Regions from separate parts of the Zea mays genome. Here region 2 is linked to region 1. A link is a contact called in public Hi-C data. All regions are on one chromosome and are shown on one strand. Each heading gives the region's core, a stretch centred on a gene start, on an enhancer-like site or on the middle of the called end of the contact. The rest is flanking DNA. Distances are from core to core; before and after follow the strand shown.

The links. Hi-C and Micro-C count contacts between places; a contact is called where the count stands out from the background.
Region 2: a contact with region 1 is called in a Hi-C map of ear, with 3 times the contacts expected there. The contact joins the promoter of LOC100274108 here to the enhancer-like site in region 1. A contact is called at or near these places in 9 of 25 Hi-C or Micro-C datasets (bundle sheath, ear, endosperm and 2 more) and 1 of 3 datasets of contacts at active chromatin or transcription factors (seedling).

What each region holds. Positions count from the first base shown.
Region 1 is chr7:117,723,225-117,727,377 of Zm-B73-REFERENCE-NAM-5.0, forward strand. No RefSeq gene overlaps it. Among protein-coding and RNA genes, the nearest start is that of LOC100274108, 80 kb to the right of the region's middle. Within about 2 kb of position 1,832, at least 19 of the 20 cell types and tissues checked have an H3K27ac peak or open chromatin away from gene starts, as enhancers often do. A contact at or near this core is called in bundle sheath, ear, endosperm and 3 more, where this site is marked.
Region 2 is chr7:117,802,927-117,807,079 of Zm-B73-REFERENCE-NAM-5.0, forward strand. LOC100274108 (Sugar transport protein 7) reads left to right here and starts at 1,922. Exons shown (of 3, transcript NM_001148487.1): 1 at 1,922-2,349. The coding sequence starts at 2,205.

The DNA of each region.
Region 1 (4,153 bases), core at 582-3,081:
AACCCGGAGAACTTGACCGAAGCTGCATTGTATGGCATAGTCGAGGACCTCTGCACATTCATATTGAAAGAGGTCATTCCCGCAGAAGGAAAATATCACGATGCTTCCGGGACATTAGCTTTGCCAGAGTTCAGAATACTAACAGAAATTAGTAGATTATCTCTTAGCCGAGATAGTTATTAGAGCTTAGGTGAAAACTTATGATGTATAGAATGCATGAAGCATATATGGTTGTAAACAGAATACTTTGATGTATATAAATGTATGATAGAATTTAATTTCATGTTGCTTTCAATATCAATATAGATATATATATATATATGTTTGTGTGTGTGTAAATAAATATATATATAATTCAGTATTGTTTGAAATTTTGAAAAAAGGCGGGAAAACTTCCACTGGCGGTTTTATAAAGAAAACCGCCAGTGAAAAGTGCATTTACACTGGCGGTTCGTTAAGAAAACCGCCAGTGAAAATGCATTTCCACTGGCGGTTTTCTTTATTCAGCCGCCAGTGGAAATGCACTTTTCACTGGCGGTTCGTTAAGAAAACCGCCAGTGAAAATGAACTTTTCACTGGCGGTTCCAAAATAACCGCCAGTGGAAATGCTGATTTCCACTGACCCCTAGCACTGGCGGTACTGAAAAACGCCAGTGTAAATATGTTTAGAACCGCCACTATAGAGCTTCTGTGTACTAGTGTCACTGTTAGACATGAATTTGTTGCAACTCGTAAAAGTATGGTTGATAAGTCTAAATAAAACAACTGAATTTGAAGCATTTCTCCAAAAAGTTAGGAGAGATATAAGAATATGATAAATTTTGACTATTTAATATAATGCAATTTTAGGGTCGAATCTGGAATCTGTGTGTCAATTTGTTTTGTTGAAATTTATATCCTATAAAAACACATTTTGTATTTGAAAAGGAATATGTATCCTATTAGTACTCATTTCTTACTTTCTTAGCAGTATATTATCTTTAAATATTTTTATATATTTATTAGAATGTGCAAGAAGCCTGAGTATTGAACGATGTATCTGAAACAAGAATGGCATGCTAACCTCTCAAACATCTGATCTCTTAGATTGTTCCTACCACCTACTCAGGATAGCTGCTACGCCTATATTATTCTGATCCTGATTGTTGTATGTTTATTTAATAGCCCAATGGCTTCTAGTTGTTTTTTCACCGTTTCAGGCTCTTCGGCTAATCAAACTCTCGGGCATTTTTTTTACCTTGCGTCACCAAAGGATAGAGAGAGAGAGAGTCATCAGTGTGAGCTATGGTTTCTGATTTTGAATAACTAATTACTAATTACACTGAGTGGGGTCCACATCAACAACATCATCGGCTCAGCTATGCTACAATAATAATTGCTACCATACGAGATAAGAGATAAGGTTGTCTCAAGCAGATTGGATATATGGTTGTGGAAAATACTATCTTGCACTCTAAACTTAATTTAAAACATAAAATAGGATATAAGATATGATGAATAAATTGTTAGAGATAACCTAAGCATATACTCCCTCCGTTTCTTTTTATTAGTCGCTGGATAGTGCAAAATTACACTATTTAGCGACTAATAAAAAGAAACGGAGGAAGTATAAGAATAAAGGAAGAAAGTGGAATGGGACGAGGGCGAGAAGGAAATCATCCTGCGTGTTTGATTTCCGCTGCAGTTGTTGGGCCAGAAAGGATAGGCAAGCTTCGTGCGTGGCCAATCATAATGTGGGCTTTCTGGGCTCGGAGAAAGTACACGCTCGAGCCCGATCCAGTGCCGTGTATCATCCATCCTTCGAAAACGATGAAAGCCACCCTCGCCGTCACCGTGAAAAGCTCTCCAGACACGGCGAGGACACCTCCCTGCCGTTACCTGAGCTCATCACAGCTCATGCGCACTTCACCCAGGCTCTTGTCTCCCGCTTCACGCTTGACCCGCAGGCTCCCTCGCTGTCTCAGACCAGCCAAATCCACCGTGGGGTGGGACGGCGACGCCGACGCGTGCAACCTCTGGGTCGTTCACGTTCACAAACGCACCAGCGTCCCGGATGCAAGGCGAGCGACCAGTCGTGACCGTAACCCCTCTGACGCTGCAGCATGCTAATTTTGCGGTGACCTGGCCGACCTCACCGCCGCACGACGCTGAACGGCGCGGGGAGTTGCCAGCGCCCAGCGACGGCGGCCGGCCGTTTCTACCGGCCCCAGAGCGGCGGCTCAGGCCGGGAGAGGAGAGGAGGACTTCGCCGAGCGCGCGGGTCTTGGCACTTGACAGGCAGGCATCCGTAGTGCGTGGTCGCGACGGGTGGTGACACTGATGTGCCTTCGTACTGACCAAGTGGTGGACGCCGCTGATCGCTGAGATTTTAATGGCATGATTAGGACCCTAGCAGTGGGCCTAAACTTGAAATCTTGCCTAGATGGACTGATCGGTGTCCGGTGTCAATAGCAGGGGTTATTCTGGCTGTCGATTGATCCTCCAGCACCACACGCAAGGCCAACCGGAGTGAACACAAGCAAGCACTGGACTGAACACGGGCTGGAGCAATTCCATCATCTCTTGAATGCCGAGTCTACAGAGTTGATTGGCTACCCATCATATAGCCACAGAAATAAACAAGGAAGCAACTCGGTCTTTGTTGCCGATACTCGACCTAGCTACGTCTAAAAGTTTGGGCGGGGCCACACGAAAATACAGAGTCTAAAGCACGGTTCAGCGCGAAGGTAAATGTAAATGGGTCGTGGACTCGTGGTGTAATTTAAACTTAGGCAAGTGAGGCATGGATTAGAAAACTAACGTTTAGATGGTTATTTTGTACTTCAATATTCTTTTATCTCTTCACAAAAGTTACAGAAAACATTAATTTCTCTTTCTCCTATGATTTTTTAGTCTATAGCAAAGTTATAAATATTTTGAAGATATATTTTTTTAGATATATACAAGTTTTTTTTCCGGCAAGACATGATCATTGGCCCGTTGTGCTTTGAGCCGGACCGGGTCTAGCTTTTAGTATCTGCACACGGCACGGTCTAGCCTAAAATTATTTCATGTCGTGTTGGTATAGAAAAAAATAACCAAAGCATTATGGGCGCGGGCCATACCAGCCCTGCACGGCCCAACTTTCAGCTCTAAACCTAGCTAGGAAAAAAACTGTTTGCAAGTGTCAAAGAATTACACACTTCAAAGATTAAGTTAACTCCAACTAGTAAAAAAATTAGAGATAGAACACACATAGCGAAAAACATCAAATCCATATAGAATATCAAATCTACATTAAACGTGAAAGAGAAACTCGTCATTATTTGGGATCGCTCTAGCGTAATCGACGATAAGATCGAGAACGAAGGCTTGATAAGGCCACAGAACGTTGCAGCGTAGATCAACTCAACGAATAGTCACGTGATCGATGCATCACGCCAACGTCACTGATAGTGGAAGCATAAGGTCGATCAACCTAGTAGATCGGTTTTTCTCTTGTGTTCAGGAGCATATGATGTCTCCCTCTATAAGTAAGTGAGCTCAACATATATAACCACATACAAAAAAAGGAAGAAACCCGACTCGTCCACGATTTCCATGATCAGATTGATTCAAGATATAGTGGAAATCAAAATGTAAATTAGTAAAAAAAAACAGGCACCAGAAAATCACCAGCCACTACATCATAAGTCACGCGGATATACACACAAAAAATACGTGAAAAGTTTTATCTCTTGTGGCTCGATACAAAGAGCGCAAGAAACAGAATATTTAAGTTGCCTATTTTCCTCTTTACTATGCAGCAAACGATATACCATGCAGAATGTATCTTTAACATTTACTCTAAAGTAATTGAATTAGAAAGTGATATTGTTTGCATTCAGGAAACTAAACGTGAGTACTTTGATGCTGCATATATTCACAATTTTTGCCCTCATGGGTTTGAGTATTTTTGGTTTACACCTTCTATTGGTGCTTCAGGGGGGGCCTTTATCACAGTTTGGAAAAAGGCGGTCTTTTCTGGAGTATTGATTCATGAAAATGAATTTGGGCATATTGTGCAATTATGTTTCAAGCTTTCTAATCAAACATGGTGGCTCACAAATATTTATGCACCTTACACACCTAATGGCCGAGAATCTTTTCTTCAATGGTTTTCTAATATATCAAT
Region 2 (4,153 bases), core at 672-3,171, 80 kb after region 1:
GGGGCCCGGACCATGCCCTGTGGTTAGGACTCTAAGGCCAAGAGCCTCAAAGGTTCACGACGTCTGGGGAACCTTAGAGGACCAAGAGAGCACTAGAAGTATAGGAGCGTCTCAAGGTATATAGAGACCTAGGGCTCGAGGAGGGATTACATTTCCATTCGTAATTTCTAGGAACCATTTTGTTGACCAAAGTTGGATTTTTATATTTTTCAAATTTGAAAATGGAATACACAAAAAATCGGACCGATTTTTCATATCTCGGTCGGCACCGAGAATGGTAAATTTTACCGGTTCTTGTCGGTTACCGATCAAGAAACTAAACTCTAGACTCTAGGTCTTGACCACTCAGATAGACGTCGCAGGCTAATAGAACCTTAGAGGTATAGGCATCGAGATTTGGTCCTAGCGTGATGAACCTCTATCTTAGCCAAAGCTAAGGTAGACGCTAAGGGCACGGACCCCGACAGCACGTGGCCCGCGTTAGCGAGGCTACCGATAATTATCTGGTTGCTTAAACCGTGTCTAGCAATTTACTCATAGTTTACCTAAAATACTATTTTTATACTGCATTGTAGACGACACTGTTCGCAAAGTAAAGTTATAATATAAGGATGCAGATGAGTAAGCTGCTGGAGATAGTCTTAGAAGATGTCTTAGCAGTATTCGGTTGTTTTGTTTTTTTCTCTAATCAATAACAATATCAAATATATATGATCTAAGATTGTATTTTGGTATCTGAAAATTTATTAGGATATTTTAACCATTAAAAGGGTATTTAAATCACTGTCCATTTCTCTTCGACAGTCGGTAGATACGAAAACATCGTCACATGCAGGTTTAATGGGTCCTCACGGGGAACAAGGATGGAGAGTGCTTCCTCGTCCCATCCCCGTTTACCCGTCGGGGGAACGAATTTTCCTCGTTTATATTAGGGATGAGAATTTTAACCCACAAAACTGAAACCTGAAGGTATCTGACCCGATGGGTGTGGGTATGGATGTAGATTTTGACCCGCGGGTGCAACCCGTACTCGACCCGAAGTTTTGCAGGTGTGGGTTTTCATTTCAACCCATGGGTGACCTACATCGACCCGAAATTTAGTTTATTATTTATTATGCGTGAAAATGATTAAGATACAACGATGATTATTTTGAGGGAGTAACTTGGTTAATGGTTTGTAATGTTTTCATGTTTATCAATATGAGAAGACTTAAAATTTGTAGATATAAATGAATTATTGTTGGTACTTAATTGCTTATAGCCAATTATTGTTTAAAAATACACACTGAGTAAAAACCCGTGGGTGGCCCGAAATCCGACGGGTTCAAGCGCGGGTTTGAAATTTCACCCACAGGTGTGATTATGGGCGGATTTAGCTACCCGACCCGAACCCTACCCATTGTCATCCATAGTTTACATTCTCGTGGAGAAGAAACTTCTCCATCCCGTCTTCCATCCTCTAGGGCTAGTTTGGGAGCTATAAATCTGGAGTGGATTGGAGGGGCTAAATTCCCCTTCTTATTCAATTTTGAATAAGATGTGGAATTTAGCCCCTCCAATACCCTCCAGTTTTGTGGTTCCTAAACTAGCTCCTAATGGAGGAATTCCCTAGGGAATCGGCGATGGGGACCCATTGCCATATCTAATATTAGCAGTATTCGGTTGTTTTGTTTTTTCTAATTAATAACAATATCAAATATATATGATCTAAGATTATATTTTGGTATCTGAAAATTTATTAGGATATTTTAACTATTACAAGGGTATTTAAATCACTGTCCACTTCTCTTCGGACAGTCAGTAGATACGTATTCCTATCTGTATCTCAACGGCCCGATGCATGAGTTAGCTTAGCTGTCGTCCTGCTCGCCGCTTATGTAAGCAACCGTAGACCCATCCCCAACATGCTGGCTCTCTGTGTCCCCCATTCACTTCACACTCTAGACTCTAGTTCGCCCCATGAGTCTGGCAGGTCAAAGAAGGGAAGAGACAACCGAAGGATCAACGGATCAAGCGAGGTAGTCGACTCCGCGTCTAATTAAACCTGTGGTCTGCGGACGGGCGGTCGTCGGTTAGAGCATTGCTTCCGTGTGGTGCGGTTGATAGCTCGGATCTTCTGCTGGCCGAGTTCGTCTTGGAGGAGAAGAGAGAGAGAGAGAGAGAGAGAGAGCGCCGGGATCGGAGCCAGGAAGCATCCAGCAGCGATGGCGGGCGGAGGGGTGGCGGCGCTGGGCGTGAAGACGGAGCGCGCGGCGCAGTACAAGGGGCGCATGACGCTCGCCGTCGCCACGACCTGCCTCGTGGCCGCCGTCGGGGGCGCCATCTTCGGCTACGACATCGGCATCTCCGGTACGTACGTCCGCGCTCCGCTCCCTCACCCGTGCCGTGTCCGCCTAATTCTCTCACCCGTGAGCGAGCGGGCAAACGAACAAGCCGGATAGCTTGCGGCAGGCAGCTACCCCGCGCGTTCCATGGTCGTACTAGGCCGTGACGCCGGCGTGGGCGTGGGCGTGGCCCCGCTCGGATTTGGCCGCTCTAGTCATGTCTTGCCGCCCAGCTAGCCACAGGCCCACAGGCCACAGCCAGCAGCGAGCGAGGTGTCCGTCGCGTTCCCGCAACAGTTCGGCTTCGGCACGCACGCGTCACTGATCACTGTATGACGCATCTCACACATGGAGCCGGGCCTTTTGGCGAGCTGGATTTCGTGGTATCTTCGGACGACACGCCTTTTCGCCTGCCAACCGAAGGCCGCGTGATTGGTCTGGGTAGGACGACGATTGTTGGCACATGTAATTTTGGTCGGCTCCGACCTCCGAGCGACTTGTGTGAGACTAGCTTCGAGGCGCCACCGGGCACGACAAGCGCGCGGACGCCACAAAGCTTGCAGTCAGAGTTGGTGGGCGCTGCGTGTTCTGCTTCGGTGCCTGTCGCTGCCGTTCAGCTCCATCTCCTCTCCTCTCCTCTCCTTCCTCGTCAGTGCAGACTGCAGAGGAGTAGCACGCGAGGCGCTCTGTGTACTGTACCTGCGGGCTCGACTCTGACTTTCGACGAGTGGAAAGATTTTAGCTCGTGTTCGAACGCTCACGCATCTGCCGATCCTCGTTGAATAGTTCAGGACCAATTATTCGCCTCGTCGTTGGTAGCGACTCAATTTCCGCTTGGCCGTACTCACCACCAGACAATTTCCGCGACAGGGTTGTGTAGCTGCACACTTCGTTACTGAGCGCCTAGGTAATCCTTGAGAATGATAGCACGGCAGGGACCAGGAAAAAGGCTGCAGTGAAAACACCCACATGTGACGACTGACGAGCAAATCTTCTTGTGTTTGTCAAAGTTTTTTTCTTCTATTTGGGAGGGGAGTAGTAGTTGCGGGGTGCATTGAGCGCCGTGCCGCCGTTCATGCCGTCACACGGGAAAAAGAAAAAGAAAAGGGATATGCAAAATTCCTACTGGTAGGAAGACGAAGGACTCCCTCATTTGGTTCCATCAAAAAAACAAAAAAAACAAAAAAAAACAAACCGATGAAGGGCATCAACTGCCGTTGCTGCGTGATTCTGCCATTCTGGTTCGAAGTCCAAACCTTATCCTTAGGTAGACAGGCCTGTGATTTAAAAGTGGCTGTATAGCATTTTGTAGCAGGCCAAACTATCAAGTTTGATTAATTTCTTATATAAAAGTATCAGCAGTGTTATGAGTACCAAGTAAGTATTAATGAACTTAACACAAAATAAAAACCGCATACATATTTAATGCTATGGATATTGATGATTTTTCACGACAGAATCTGTAGAATCTACAGTAGTTTCGTCTACAATAAGAACTTTATAGTACGCAGAGAGTGTTATTATTTTATTAAAAAGTAGTATCTATTATATTCGCAAGTCAAAACAAAGTCAACTGCAGGACCCGGTTTACACGCACCGTGATAAGTACTATTAGCGTATATAACATGGCAACTACTGCAGTTTATCAAATGACAACATGACCACTTGATATTTATCTCTAACTAGTAGAGAGTAGAGACCATCGGCGTTGAAAGCACTCAAAGTTCTATCAACTGAACATAACTATCTATTTACCTGTCTAATGATTACCTAAAAACAGTACGCTCTCTTTTCGGTCCTCCTCCTTAATTAGACTTTCTCTGTTTTTA